Linked DNA regions of Mus musculus: region 2 is linked to region 1. Evidence: chromatin contacts called from public ChIA-PET data. All regions are on one chromosome and are shown on one strand. Each heading gives the region's core, a stretch centred on a gene start, on an enhancer-like site or on the middle of the called end of the contact. The rest is flanking DNA. Distances are from core to core; before and after follow the strand shown.

The links. ChIA-PET counts read pairs in DNA pulled down with a chosen protein or histone mark.
Region 2: an RNA polymerase II ChIA-PET map of effector CD8 T cells shows a contact between it and region 1, with 13 read pairs. The contact joins two enhancer-like sites. A contact is called at or near these places in 1 of 39 promoter capture datasets (liver), 1 of 115 datasets of contacts at active chromatin or transcription factors (effector CD8 T cells) and 3 of 9 other capture datasets (adipose tissue, liver and pancreatic islet).

Annotation. Positions count from the first base shown.
Region 1 is chr15:80,892,707-80,898,806 of GRCm38.p6, forward strand. Tnrc6b (trinucleotide repeat containing 6b) reads left to right here. Exons shown (of 25, transcript NM_144812.3): 14 at 1,623-1,748. Among named protein-coding and RNA genes, the nearest start is that of Mir5113, 44 kb to the right of the region's middle. Within about 2 kb of position 4,270, at least 73 of the 459 cell types and tissues checked have an H3K27ac peak or open chromatin away from gene starts, as enhancers often do. A contact at or near this core is called in effector CD8 T cells, where this site is marked.
Region 2 is chr15:81,040,776-81,047,464 of GRCm38.p6, forward strand. It overlaps Mrtfa (myocardin related transcription factor A), which reads right to left. Exons shown (of 14, transcript NM_001082536.2): 3 at 4,514-4,579. Among named protein-coding and RNA genes, the nearest start is that of Sgsm3, 66 kb to the left of the region's middle. Within about 2 kb of position 3,881, at least 134 of the 459 cell types and tissues checked have an H3K27ac peak or open chromatin away from gene starts, as enhancers often do. A contact at or near this core is called in effector CD8 T cells, where this site is marked.

The DNA of each region.
Region 1 (6,100 bases), core at 3,020-5,519:
CTAAGCTGGGTGCAGTGATGTACGTTAAACAACCCTTGGAAAAATAATGTCTGTGGTAGATCTTTTTCTGATATATACATATTTTAATTGCCATTTCTACTTTCTGTTTTTAATCATTTTTAGTTTTGGTGCTTTTTAAGTTCATTAATTTGCCTCTAGCAGTCTCTTAATCTAATTTTGAATCATTTAAGCCATCACAGTGCCTTGAGTGTTCTGGAACTTAATGATGTTATGTAAATTCTTTAAGATTACCTTATCCCTGTGTTAAACTGGGAATAATAACCTCAGTTTACAAAGGCATTGACTGCTGTCTTTGCTGAAGATGTTTTGTGGGATGTTTTCAAGTGAATGGTCTTGGGTCATAGATATATGCAAATGATATACATCCTGTAGCCTAAGGCTTTTTGGAGTTCTGAGAATTCCAAAAGGAAGGATTGAACTGATACAGAAAAAAAAAACAATAGAGAATGACTGAATCGTGGTTCTAGTGAACATCGGCAGAGTCCCTTCTGGTGTAATGTTAACACAGGGGAATTCGGTCACTTTGTCCATGGATGAGGAGGCGGTGTGGGGGAAGATACCCTTGGTGAGCTCTTTAATTCAGGCCTTGAGTAGGCCAAGCGTACACAGCATAGAGAACCTTAGGATGCCAGTGTGAAGGGTGGTGCATGCCTCCAGTGCCAGCTTGAGATACTTAGTAAGACACTGTTGGGAGTAGGGCAATCCTCAGACAGAACTTTCTATAGCTAGAAACAAATCAGAAAAGTGGAGGCGCCAGGGCCGAGCTTCCCTTGCTCTCATTAGGAGATTAGAGATGAGCTCAATGATGATTTATTGGGAATCATGGAATTAAGCTTTATTTTATATCTATAACTAGGCTGATATTTATACTTTTGAATGTGAAGTTACAGGTGAGTAATGTTATTTCCATAACCTAGAGTAATATGTAATGTGTCCCTTCCTTCTTATTTTGATGTGAGGTTGATGAACATTTTCTCATTTAGCAAGAAAGCTAACAGATTCAGGACGGGGAAGGGTGCGCAGCTAGATCAGGGTCCTTGTGAGTGGCTGATTGGCTAGTAGAGGAAAGTGATACCCACATTACTTTACACTGATAGTTTGGTTATAGTATGTGTTTTTACCCAGGTTCCTTTTAAGATGGATCTTATAAAGTCTTGAGAATTAAATTTGATAAACCCAAACTTATAAAAAGAGGGTTCTTAAGCCAGTTGTGGTTGCACATGCCAGTAATCCCAACACTTAAGAGGCTCACCTCAGCTGATCACAGGATGAGACCCTGTCTCAAATAAGCAGTCCAGAAATCTTGCACAGAAATCAGTTCCTCTCAGTCACAAGAAATGTAACACTACCTCTAACATTTTGTTAAATGTAACCCTTTCAGTTTATACTTTATCAGACCACCTGTAGTAAATGAGCTGCCCATGACTCAGTTCTAGTAACTGTCCACCAACCTCCCAATACAAAGAGCTCCTCGATTCTAAAATGAATGCTGTCATTCCATGCAGTAGAGATCTTCATTCCTAAGGATAGAAATGAGAACTATTGCTTAATCGTCTTCTTGAATTGATAAGATGTCCTGACTGGTATGGTTCTCTCTGCAGGGCGGCAGTCATGGTTTGTTTGGAAACAGCACAGCACAATCGAGAGGCCTGCACACTCCAGTGCAGCCACTAAGTTCTTCTCCTGGTCTCCGGGCGCAAGTGCCTCCCCAGTTTATCTCCCCCCAGGTAAGAAATGTTGTGTCCCTGCCCTTCAGAGTTAAAAGACCATTCAGGTAGCAGCCCATTGTTACTGCACAGGAAAGGATTGGTTACAGTTGGACATTTGACAGATCCAGGTGTCAAGTGTAAGATTATTAGAACAGAATATCAGCTCCCTTTTTAAATTGCATTAAGAATATAAAATAGATGCTTTGCAACAACTAATTGTCTAATATATTGTTTTTTATTGTGACTAATTAAAAGAAATTTATAAATTCTGAGGTGACAGTATTCAAAAATGATTGCCCTCAAGTATCTGCCTGAAAACAAACAGAATTATGAGACTCTGAATTTTTCTGTAGAGCTCCGAGGAGCTGCCTGCTGGAATACTGACTGGCTTCCTACTCTGAGAGCCCTAGAGCTGATGAAGAGGCCAGTACGGCAGGACACTGACAGAAAGGCAGCAGTTAGTGGGATAAATGGCATAGGTGGTCAACAAAGTCTGGGGACCAAAGTGATGTTTCACTCGATTAAATGTTACAAGCATCACTAGCAGTGACATTTAAACTGGGTCTTGAAGAGAAAGTTTAAATTTTCTATGCATGGCCACATTAAAGAGGCCTTCCAAATCACAGAAGCCTCTCACTGGTGCGATAATAGCTGGCACTTGGCATGAGAAAAGGTTTGAGTGAATGATTAGTGTGAACAGGTTGGTAGAGATGTGTGTATTTATCAATGGGATGGGAAGCAAATAGACAAGGAGTGGAATGTGGCAAAAACGATGTTTGCACCTTTCAGAAGTTTGGATCCTGTACTGTAGGCCCACTTTGTAAGCTTGTTCATTACTATGATCTGGGCAGCAGTTAGTGGGATAAATTAATGTGTGCATGTACAGTGCCCATGGATGCCAGAGGAGGGCATCGGATCCTCTTGAACTTGAATTACCAACCACCAGGATCTTTGTGCTGGGAACCGAACCCCAGCTGCATGTGTCCATCTCCATCCTGTCTGTTCCATCTTGCCCTTCCACCCCAACCTTACTGGGTTGTTTTTGTGTGGTGGTTACTGTAGACAATAGAATGTTAAGCAAGTTTTTTCAGGGATGGCAGAAAAGTCTGAGAGATGACACTGGAAGTAAGATGGAGTATGTTTACATGGTGGAGTGACCAGAGCTTCAGAGAGCAGGGCTAGCCCAAGGGCACAAGCAAAGCAGTGGCACTTGGAAAGATTGCCTCCTATCTTTGTTTGACATCCCATCCTCCCTCTGAAACACCTAGGTCACTTGGCTCTTGATCGAGCACCTTACAGTGGTTCTCTGCCTTTCTCCCACCTCTCAGCACTGATCATCAGACTGTCCTGGTGCTCAGTTCTCATCCCTTTCACAGCATACAGCCACCACTAGGTGACCTCATCTGCCTCAGTGCCCTTAATATTGAGAGTTACAAAATTGTGCCTGCTGTCAACATGTTCTTTTCAGTGTCATATACTGCTAGATATGTTCAGATTTAAAAACAAAACAAGGGCTGGCAAGATGGCTCAGTGGTTAAGAGTGCTGACTGCTCTTCCGAAGGTCCGGAGTTCAAATCCCAGCAACCACATGGTGGCTCACAACCATCCATAATGAAATCTGATGCCCTCTTCTGGAGTGTCTGAAGACAGCTACAGTGTACACACATATAATAATAATAATAATAAAATTCCAGTTAGACATGCTCCTATTCTGTAGTTGTTCACACCAAAGACCCACAAGCTAAAGTATGATCCTCCTGCATCACAGCCACATTCAGTTCAGGAAATTTTCCCTTCAGAACTGGAGTTATCTTTGGGAAACCTTGATAAGCTCCTTGAGAATCTCAAGGGCACACATCTGCATGTGCAAACACACACACACACACACACACACACACGTTTTTTTAAAAAAAAAAATCTTGATCCAGGCTCTGACTGTTATCACTACTGATGTAGTTCCTAAATCCCTAGAAGGCTACCATCATAGTGTAGGGCCTTCTTGTGTCTGCCCCATTCTTCTTCATTCAGGTGTTGATGTCTGTAGACTGAGTCACACTTGTCCTCTTCATAGCCACATTGTCCACTCTGGTAGCTATTAGCAGAGGAACACTTGAAATTTAGCTATTATTTCATCATCATTAAATTTAAGTAGATGCACCTAGCTTGTGTCTGCTTAGGCATGACAGAAAGATCTGTGAAGCTCTGCTGTAAAACATACAGTACACCATGATGTCCCTTGGCTGCAGATCCTCTCCTGGCTTGCTCACCCACCTACAGTGCAGTGTTTACTGCCATTTTTAGGGTTCTTGGTGATCTCACCCAGCTTATACCTTATGTCTCTCCAACCAAGTGACCCCAAAACCCCAGTCGTATTTAGACCGCTGTTGTCTGGGGCTGCCAAGCGGCATGACCTTTACTTCCTCGGCTCTGTGCTTCAGAGCGCCTTAGCCAGCTAAGCTCTGAAGCTTACAGTGCTTCCCCACTACTCTTGCCATCTTACCCTCCGGAAGTTTCCTTGTCTTTCCTTCCTCCTCCGCCCCTTGAGTCAAGTTTCACAGCCACAGGGGTGACCACAGCTGTGTTGCGCACATCCCGTTGACGTTGTGCATGTGCAGGCATGCTGTTCATCTCTGTACCCACCACTGTTAACACTGTGTTTTCCTCTGTTGCCAAGTAGTCTTCTCACCCTCTCCTTTGGTTCTTGGGATGGAACCCGGGGTGTGCTCGGTACATAAAGTGAGCTGTGCCCCAGCCCATATTGATCATTCTTCTGGTTTCTCATTCTTTGTTTGTAGGGTTTTGTTTTATTATGAAACAGGGTCTTACTATAACCCAGGCTAGCCTTAAAATCATCTAGATCCTCTTTCTTTTCTGTCTCTCCAGTGCTGGGATTAAAGGAATATACCACCACACCTGGCAATGTTAATTATTATCAGAAACTTGTTTCATTAAATACATTTACCTTGATTTACTTAACACTCTCTTCCCCTTTTATTGGATATTAAATTGTTTCTAATTTTTTGCTAAATTTGCAGAGAAAGTCTTATACAAAAACCTTCATCAATATTAGGTTTTGTTTCTGTGGCATGCATCCTGGCTTAAACTGAGCCTTCCGCCTTGGCCTCCTTATTGGGGACCCACGTGTGGTCCTACCTTATTTCTAAACCTAGTTGTCCAGAGTGAAGTGTTAGAGAATTTTTTTCTAAAGCATAAACACTGAAACTTAACATTTAACATTTATTACAAGGCTAGGAATGTCATTCAATGATAGAAAAGTCATGTTTGAGACCCTAGGTTCTTTTTCCAACACAGCCAGGAAAAAAAAAGGAAGGAAGAGTTGTTAAAGCCTTTGTTTCTACTGTTGCTTTCCCTCCACTCACTGGAGGATTCAGAAAGTAAGATTCTGGTGGCTTTTGTCATCCCTTTAAATTTCTGCCATTTTCCACCTGCATTGCTTTGTTAAAAGCCATATTGATTGCTTCAAGATACTCACTTTCTCCAGCCCAGCTGGAGACTGAGGGCTTTTAAGCCTGCATAATTAACTCTCCATAATAGGAATATGCAAACCTGCACTTTAATTACTTTGCATCCTAGGTTTGAGCAGCCATTTGCCAGGAGCATAGGGGCGTTACTCCTTTTGTAATTCTTGTAAGGAGCCGCTGTATCTGCAGCCTGAAGAAGCAAGGGTAAATAGAAAGACCTCCTGGGTATTGACTTAGAGTCTAAAACTGTCAGCTTAAGGGGCATGTGCACTGGTGCAGTGTAAATATAAGAATGCCTGCCAGGTGGCGCACGCCTTTAATCCCAGCACTTGGGAGGCAGAGGCAGGCAGATTTCTGAGTTCGAAGCCAGCCTGGTCTACAGAGTCAGTTCCAGAACAGCCAGGGCTACACAGAGAAACCCTGTCTCGAAAAACCAAAAAAAAAAAAAAAAAAAAAGAATGCTGCCTTGTGTTGGTGTCCTTTTCTATATCCAGACATCTTTAAATATGTGTGGTTAATTTTGCCTTTTTTTATTTCAGACAATGAAATTATACAGTATATATGAAACAATTCACAAAGCCAGGGCTTTAATCCCAGCACTCAGGAGGCAAACAGATCTCTGAGTTCTAAGCCAGCCTGGTCTACAGAGCAAGTTCCAGGACAGCCAGGGCTACACAGAGAAGCCCTCTCTCAAGGGGACAAAAAGGAAGAAGCTATATACTATATGTAGTAATATATGAACTATATAGGAAAGTGTAGAAGGTATATTCCACATACCTGTCTTAAGACTGGGATGGGAGCCAAATCCCGTGATCGTGATATGCTCATACTGTGCTGTGAATTCAGAAGCTCAGAGAGGTCAAACAAGTTTTTAAGTTGATTGGTAAC
Region 2 (6,689 bases), core at 2,631-5,130, 150 kb after region 1:
TCACAGACGAAACACACACACATATTCATATCACAGACACACACACACACAAAGAAACACACACACATTCATATCACAGACACACACACAAAGAAACACACACACACATATTCATATCACAGACACACATACAAAGAAACACATACACATTCACATCACAGACACACACACACATTCACATCACAGACACACACATTCACATCACAGACACACACACACATTTACATCACAGACACACACACACATTCACATCACAGACACACACACACATTCACATCACAGACACACACACACATTCACATCACAGACACACACACATTCACATCACAGACACACACACACATTCACATCACAGACACACACATTCACATCACAGACACACACACACATTCACATCACAGACACACACACACATTCACATCACAGACACACACACACATTCACATCATAGACACACACACACACATTCATATCACAGACACACACACATTCACATCACAGACACACACACACACCACACACATTCATATCACAGACACACACACACACACACGAAACATATACATACACATTCACATCACACACACACACCACACACACACATTCACATCACAGACACACACACATTCATATCACAGACACACACACAAAGACACACACACACCACACACACACAGAAACATACACACACACATTCACATCACACACACAGAAACATACATACACACATTCACATCACAGACACACACACACACACACACACACACACACACAAATAAAGGACAGGGTTCAGCTAGGGACAGAGCTAAGGAGGAAGAATGTTTGCCCAGCATGAAGACCTGGGTTTGATTTTCAGCACCAAGAAATGAAAGGAAGGAAGAGAAGCAGGGAGAGAGAAAAGCCAAGCTCAGGAGGGCCAGGCGAAGCCCCCAGAGCCCTAAGGACAACGAGGTATTCCTTCTCTGGTGTGCTGAAGCATCAAGGTTGCTTGGTACCAGCTCGTGATGACAGATAGACAGGCGGCTGCAGCACCAGAAAAGCCCCTCTGCTCACTGTTGAGAAGTCTGGCTGGAACAGGCCAAGAAGGAAAGACAGTGGCTCTACTCTTACACCCAGGAACTCCCAGGCATTCCTTATCAGGTCAGGACAGCATCCACACCTGCCTTTGGAAAGTGTCATGCCTCTGACAGCTGGCCTGTCAGAACACCTCCTCATCTCTGACCTTCACCCTGTGTGTGTATCAGTCAGCATGGGGGTGGAAAACAAAGGGTCCTACGCACAGCCAGCCTCTAAGTCTCTTTTCCTGATCACAAGGGCATTCCTGGCTCTGCACTGAAAGATCCGCTTGCTTCCTGCATGTGCCATCTTCCCTCTTCTTCAGAAGCTCTAGATAAAGTTCAGAGCCTAGACTGCGTGGGTCTCTACATTCTGGGACTCTCTATTTGATGAGTTTTAAGTGGTGTTATATTTGAGACATGATGGGAGTCAAGGACACTGGGAAATGGCCCTGCTTAGAGTACATTGGAAACCAGCTCCACATGCGTACCTGAGACACACAATCAGAGAACATGAGCCGCAGAGAAAGCTATGTGGGAACTGGAGGAGTTTAATCCCTTAGTCCCCACCCCCACCCCCCCCAAGGCTGTGCTCAGTGCTGAGCAGAACACAGAAGAGAACAACCGTAATGGGAAGGAGCCACCAAAGCACACCACGTCCCACAGACTTGCTGTCCCAGCTGAGTGGAGCAGCTTGGCCGACATGGGAACTACAAGGGAGTGTTCTGAGAAATGAATAAGCTAGGTTGACTTTTCCTTTCCATGGTCATAAAAGATTGAAGGTATAAACCGGAAATAAAATATAGCCCCAGGGACTTTGCTCCTTTCTCTGGCTTTGCATGCTTGCTTGCTTGCTTCTGAGTTGTCCACCTAATCTAAATACAAGGACCCTGTGGAGAGCCCTCAGGCCACCCCGACAGACTGCAGGGGGCGCTGTAGGGTAGGTGTGACTTCTCACTGCTGGCTGCCACTGGCTGTGTCTCCCTTAAAAGTCTTGCGGTGAAGGTGAGGAGAGCAGTGAGCACCAGCATGGTAGAGGGAGCGCCCGCGTGGTAGAGAGTGATGGGGGCAGGCAGGGCGGCACTGAGGTAGGCACTGGTGAGAGGGGCGCCTCACTCCTGACACTTGCCTACACTTCACTTCTCCTCACCATCTTTTTTGCTCCCTTTCCTCTGAGAGAAGCTGAAAGCCAGCACTTTCCATAGGGAAATGCTCCTGGAGGGGAGACACTCTCAAGGAGAAGCTGAGTGTCCCCAGTCCACAGAGCCAACCCAAACATGCAGTTAGGTGTCTAGGACAGCTGAAACCTGGGGCCCGGCAAGACGGGAGAGATTACTGACGGTATTTCAAATGCTGTGACCGTAATTCTAGCTAGTTTGTTAGTTAACACACACACACCCTACTTTGCAATCGGCTGTCTTCATTCATCTAGGGTGAGGTACTGGGAGACAGAGACACAAATAAGTGACATTCTTCAGGAAGCTGAAGGTACACACTGACAAGTGCAATTTCTGAGCACCACACTAAAGAAGTGGCAAGCAGGGAGCCATGACTGCTCAGTTCTCCCCTAGTGATCCCAGTATAACATGGAAGTTATGAAGAAGAATGTGGGGATATGGGCATTCTACTCCTGCATAACCTACCTCCTGACCCTGAACCTCCTACAGCCCTAAAAAACGAGGCTCTCAAAATTAGTGCTGCCTTACAGCAGCTGCTATGCATCTGCGCGCAGGCGACTGCAGCAACCCAAACTCTGGCTGCTGTAATGTATGAGGGGCTTCGCAGACACTAAACAGATATGCCATTTGTGAAGGGGTCTAGGAGGATGGGACTGGATCCTTGATGAGGCCCGCAGACCGTAAAGCACACTGCTGCCCTACCAATAACACTACCACAGAATCTACTGCAGCGGCCAACAGAGGTCAGGCTGGGTGGGAATCGTGCTCTGGAGGTTCACAGACCACAAAGAACAGCAGGGGGGGGGGTGTCACACCATAGAGAGGGGCAGGGAACAAAAGGTTAGCACACAACACAAATCAAACGCCACCCTCAGCCATTAGAAGCCTTGGTGGCTTCCTACAAACCAACACTCACTCTCTCCGTGGTGCCTCACTCTAGGCTCAGTACACTCAGCACTGGCTTTTCTGATATGCTTTTTCTGTTTTGTTTGTCTTTTGTTGTTGCTGTGATATAGCCTCACATTATAACCCAGTCTGGCCTTGAACTCCTGCCTCAGCCTCCCAAATGATGAAACTATAGGAATGAGTTTGCCGGTTTATCCAAAGTGTCTCCAACTTTTTTGTTTTGTTTTTTGTTTGTTTGGTTGGTTGGTTTTTCGAGACAGGGTTTCTCTGTATAGCCCTGGCTGTCCTGGAGCTCACTTTGTAGACCAGGCTAGCCTCGAACTCAGAGATCCACCTGCCTCTGCCTCCCGAGTGCTGGGATTAAAGGCGTGCGCCACCACGCCCGGCTGTGTCTCCAACTTTTTCCTGTTAACTGTAAACACATCCACCACCATTAATTTACTACATCACACTTACTAAGAGGTGTAATATTATCTTCTTCCTTTGTCTCCACTTCCTCCCTCCACTCTTGCAGGGGCAGATTCACTGTAGCTGCACACATGATTCCTCTGAGTGAGTGGCCAACAACATGGATGGCAGCGGGGCAACGGGACAGTGGGCAGTAACATGTGGGGGAGACCATGAAACATCATGACAGCAGATGCTGCTGGGGTGTGTGTGTGTGTGTGTGTGTGTGCGCTCTCTCGCTGTCTTCCTCCTCAGGGTGGAGCCGAGTGGTGACGACATACCACCAGGGGACGGAAGCTTGTATGATCTGCTGAGAACTCATGAAGACATGTCAGAAGAGCAAGACCCTGGTTCTAGCCTTCACTGTCTACGGTGCTCTTAGTATTCAAAACAGGCTTTCTTGTCTCTAACAGAGTCTAAGGCGTGGTTTCACTTCTACCCCAGGGATGCAGACACTGGCCCAGTGTCAGAACAGCTCACCAACAGCTCCATCCAGGCATACACACACGCGTATCCGCCATGGGTGCCTCACAGCTCTAAAATAAACTGTAGTTCACTGACGGTACCTGTCTGCAAGGGGAGAGGAGAGGTTTCTTCCTAACAGCTGAGCACAGAGGTGAAGTGGATGTGAACAGAGCAGCCCCTGCTCCTCCCATGAAGGGATGCTGGGAACCCAGGAAAGAGGCAATTCAAAGGCACGGGGCTATCTGCCGACCTGCTGGAAGCCTAGCACTGCTTGTTTCACTGAACATGATGAATCTGGGCAATTGACAACCTGTTCCATCCATCAAGGACTCCTGATGGAAAAGTAAGAGGCGGGTAAGACTGGAACGAGACCCCTGACCCCTGCTCTGTAGGGTGCTCCTATGCCACCGAGGAGCCAAGCCAACCCAAGGAGCAAGTGTACAAACACCGAGAGACACTTACGCGGCATGATCCCTTGGCTCACCAGTTCCTCCCGGGTCCGCCGCTGCTGGAGCTTCAACTGCAGCACTGCATGGTGGCAAGAAGAGAAGACAGATGCAGGTTAGTCAGCCATTCCACCTCAGCAGACACATTCTCAAATGCAGCAAAGTCTAAAAGGTAGCCTATGGTATGAAAGGAGGATCCCAAACTGCAACTGTGGGTAACTGCAGAAGTGGCCTGACACAGCAGGGTTTCCGCATTCTGCTGTGGGCGGCAAGAGGAAGTTGCGAAGAGTCTTGCAGGGTGATAACAATCCACAAACTACCAGTCTTGCCTCTTGCTTAAACCTTACAGAACTCAGCCTTCCTCCTGGGACTGAGAAACACCAACCAGTTCTAAGCTCAAAGAAAGTCTAATGGGGCCAGCGCCCAGCACAAAGAGCTGTATAAGTTCTAAGTGTTTGCACATAGCATGTTGAACAAATGCACTCTGCACAGAGACCACAATCTAAAAAGTATGGCTACTTTCACACACACCACATTCCTCTAGACTACAAGGTATCTTGCCGTCCACATGCTTCTGTTTTCACACAGGGCTTTCTCTGCTGAGAGGAGACACCCAAGAGCTACGACTTAGTGTACATCGGGCTAGTGGAGACAGGTGTCGCTCCTAGCTCTGTTTGGCAACACTGCTCAATGAAACAACAGGGATCTTTATCAAATTAAACATCAACCATCTTTACAACTATACACTACTCAAAGGATCAACTAGCATAGCTGTGGTTACGATGCTAAGAAAATGTCTAGGGAGGGTTAGGAGGATCCCAGAGCCCACAGCAAGTCCCCTTCTGTCTAACAGGTTTCAACTGCAGGGCCCTGAAAGTCATATCTGAGGGTAACCTACAAATACTAGGAACAGTGGTGTACTAACACGGGCCTTTTCTACGCAGCGATTTTTAGAGGCACCCAAGGATGGGAGGACGCTGGCTGGGCTCTTGCCTACGCTTCAAGGTCACAGGAACAAGCAGAACTTCTCTTTCTCTCAAAATTATGATTTATGTTCCAAGTTCCTTTCCCTGTCCTGTTAGCAAGCTTGCTTGCCTCCTTCTGCTCTTATGTCACATCAGGCTGCAATGGGGACTTCCAGGCACGATTCCCTAGGGTGAGACACCCCAACGAGAATGTTAAATTTTACTCTTCCTTAAGTACCATGGACTTTCCCTCACCTTTAAAATTTCATTTTTGCTTGAAAATGTCCACTCTCTTTTTCTTTTTCTCTTCTTCTCTATATTCTCCACTATATTCAGAATTACGTTGGGTCACCTAAGCTACTTTACCTGAACAGTGATGTTGGGTGCTGTGCGTGGTTACCTCTGAATATCCCCCCTGCTAATTTACAAACTCCTATAAATTTAATTAAAAAAAAAAAAGTCTTATTAAGCCAAGCATGGTGGCTCATACCTATATTCTCCCAGCCTTTGGAGGCTGAGGCAAAGGACAGTTAAAATTTTCACATCAGCCTGGGGTTGCTACAAAGTAAAAGTCTGTCTCAAAAAAGAAAAAATGTTATTTGTATTTTATTATAGCAGGCATTTAATGACAGGAATTAGGGGCAGCTACTCAGAAGACTAAGGCAGGAGGATCAAAAATTCAAAGCCTACCTTGGCTATAAAAATTGAATTGGCATACATCTTTAATTCCAGCACTCAGGAGGCAGAGGCAGAGAGATCTCTGAGTTGCAGGCTAGCCTGGTGTACAAAGTGAGTTCCAGGAGAGCCAGGGCTACACAGAGAAACCCTGTCTTGAGAGAGGGAGAGAGGGAGGGAAGAAAGAAGGGAGGGAGAGAGAAGGAGAGGGGGAGAGAGAGAGAACCAAACTGACTCTCAAGATGTTGAGAGTTTGGAAATCTAACAAAGAGGCGATTTTTTTTAAAACAAATTAACATTGCTTAAAATAAAGCCCTAATTAAATAGGTAAAAGCAACAACCATTTCAGTGGCTGATATTTATAGCATGTGCTTTGTACCAGACCCTATCCTACATACCTTTGGTGTGTGTGTGTGTCTGTGTGTGTGTGTCTGTGTGTGTGTGTGTGTGTCTGTCTGTGTGTGCTGTTTTGTGACAATGGGGATCAAACTCCGGGCCCTGTGCACGCCAGGCGAATGCTCACTGAGCTACCTTTCAGCCCTGTGCATTTGT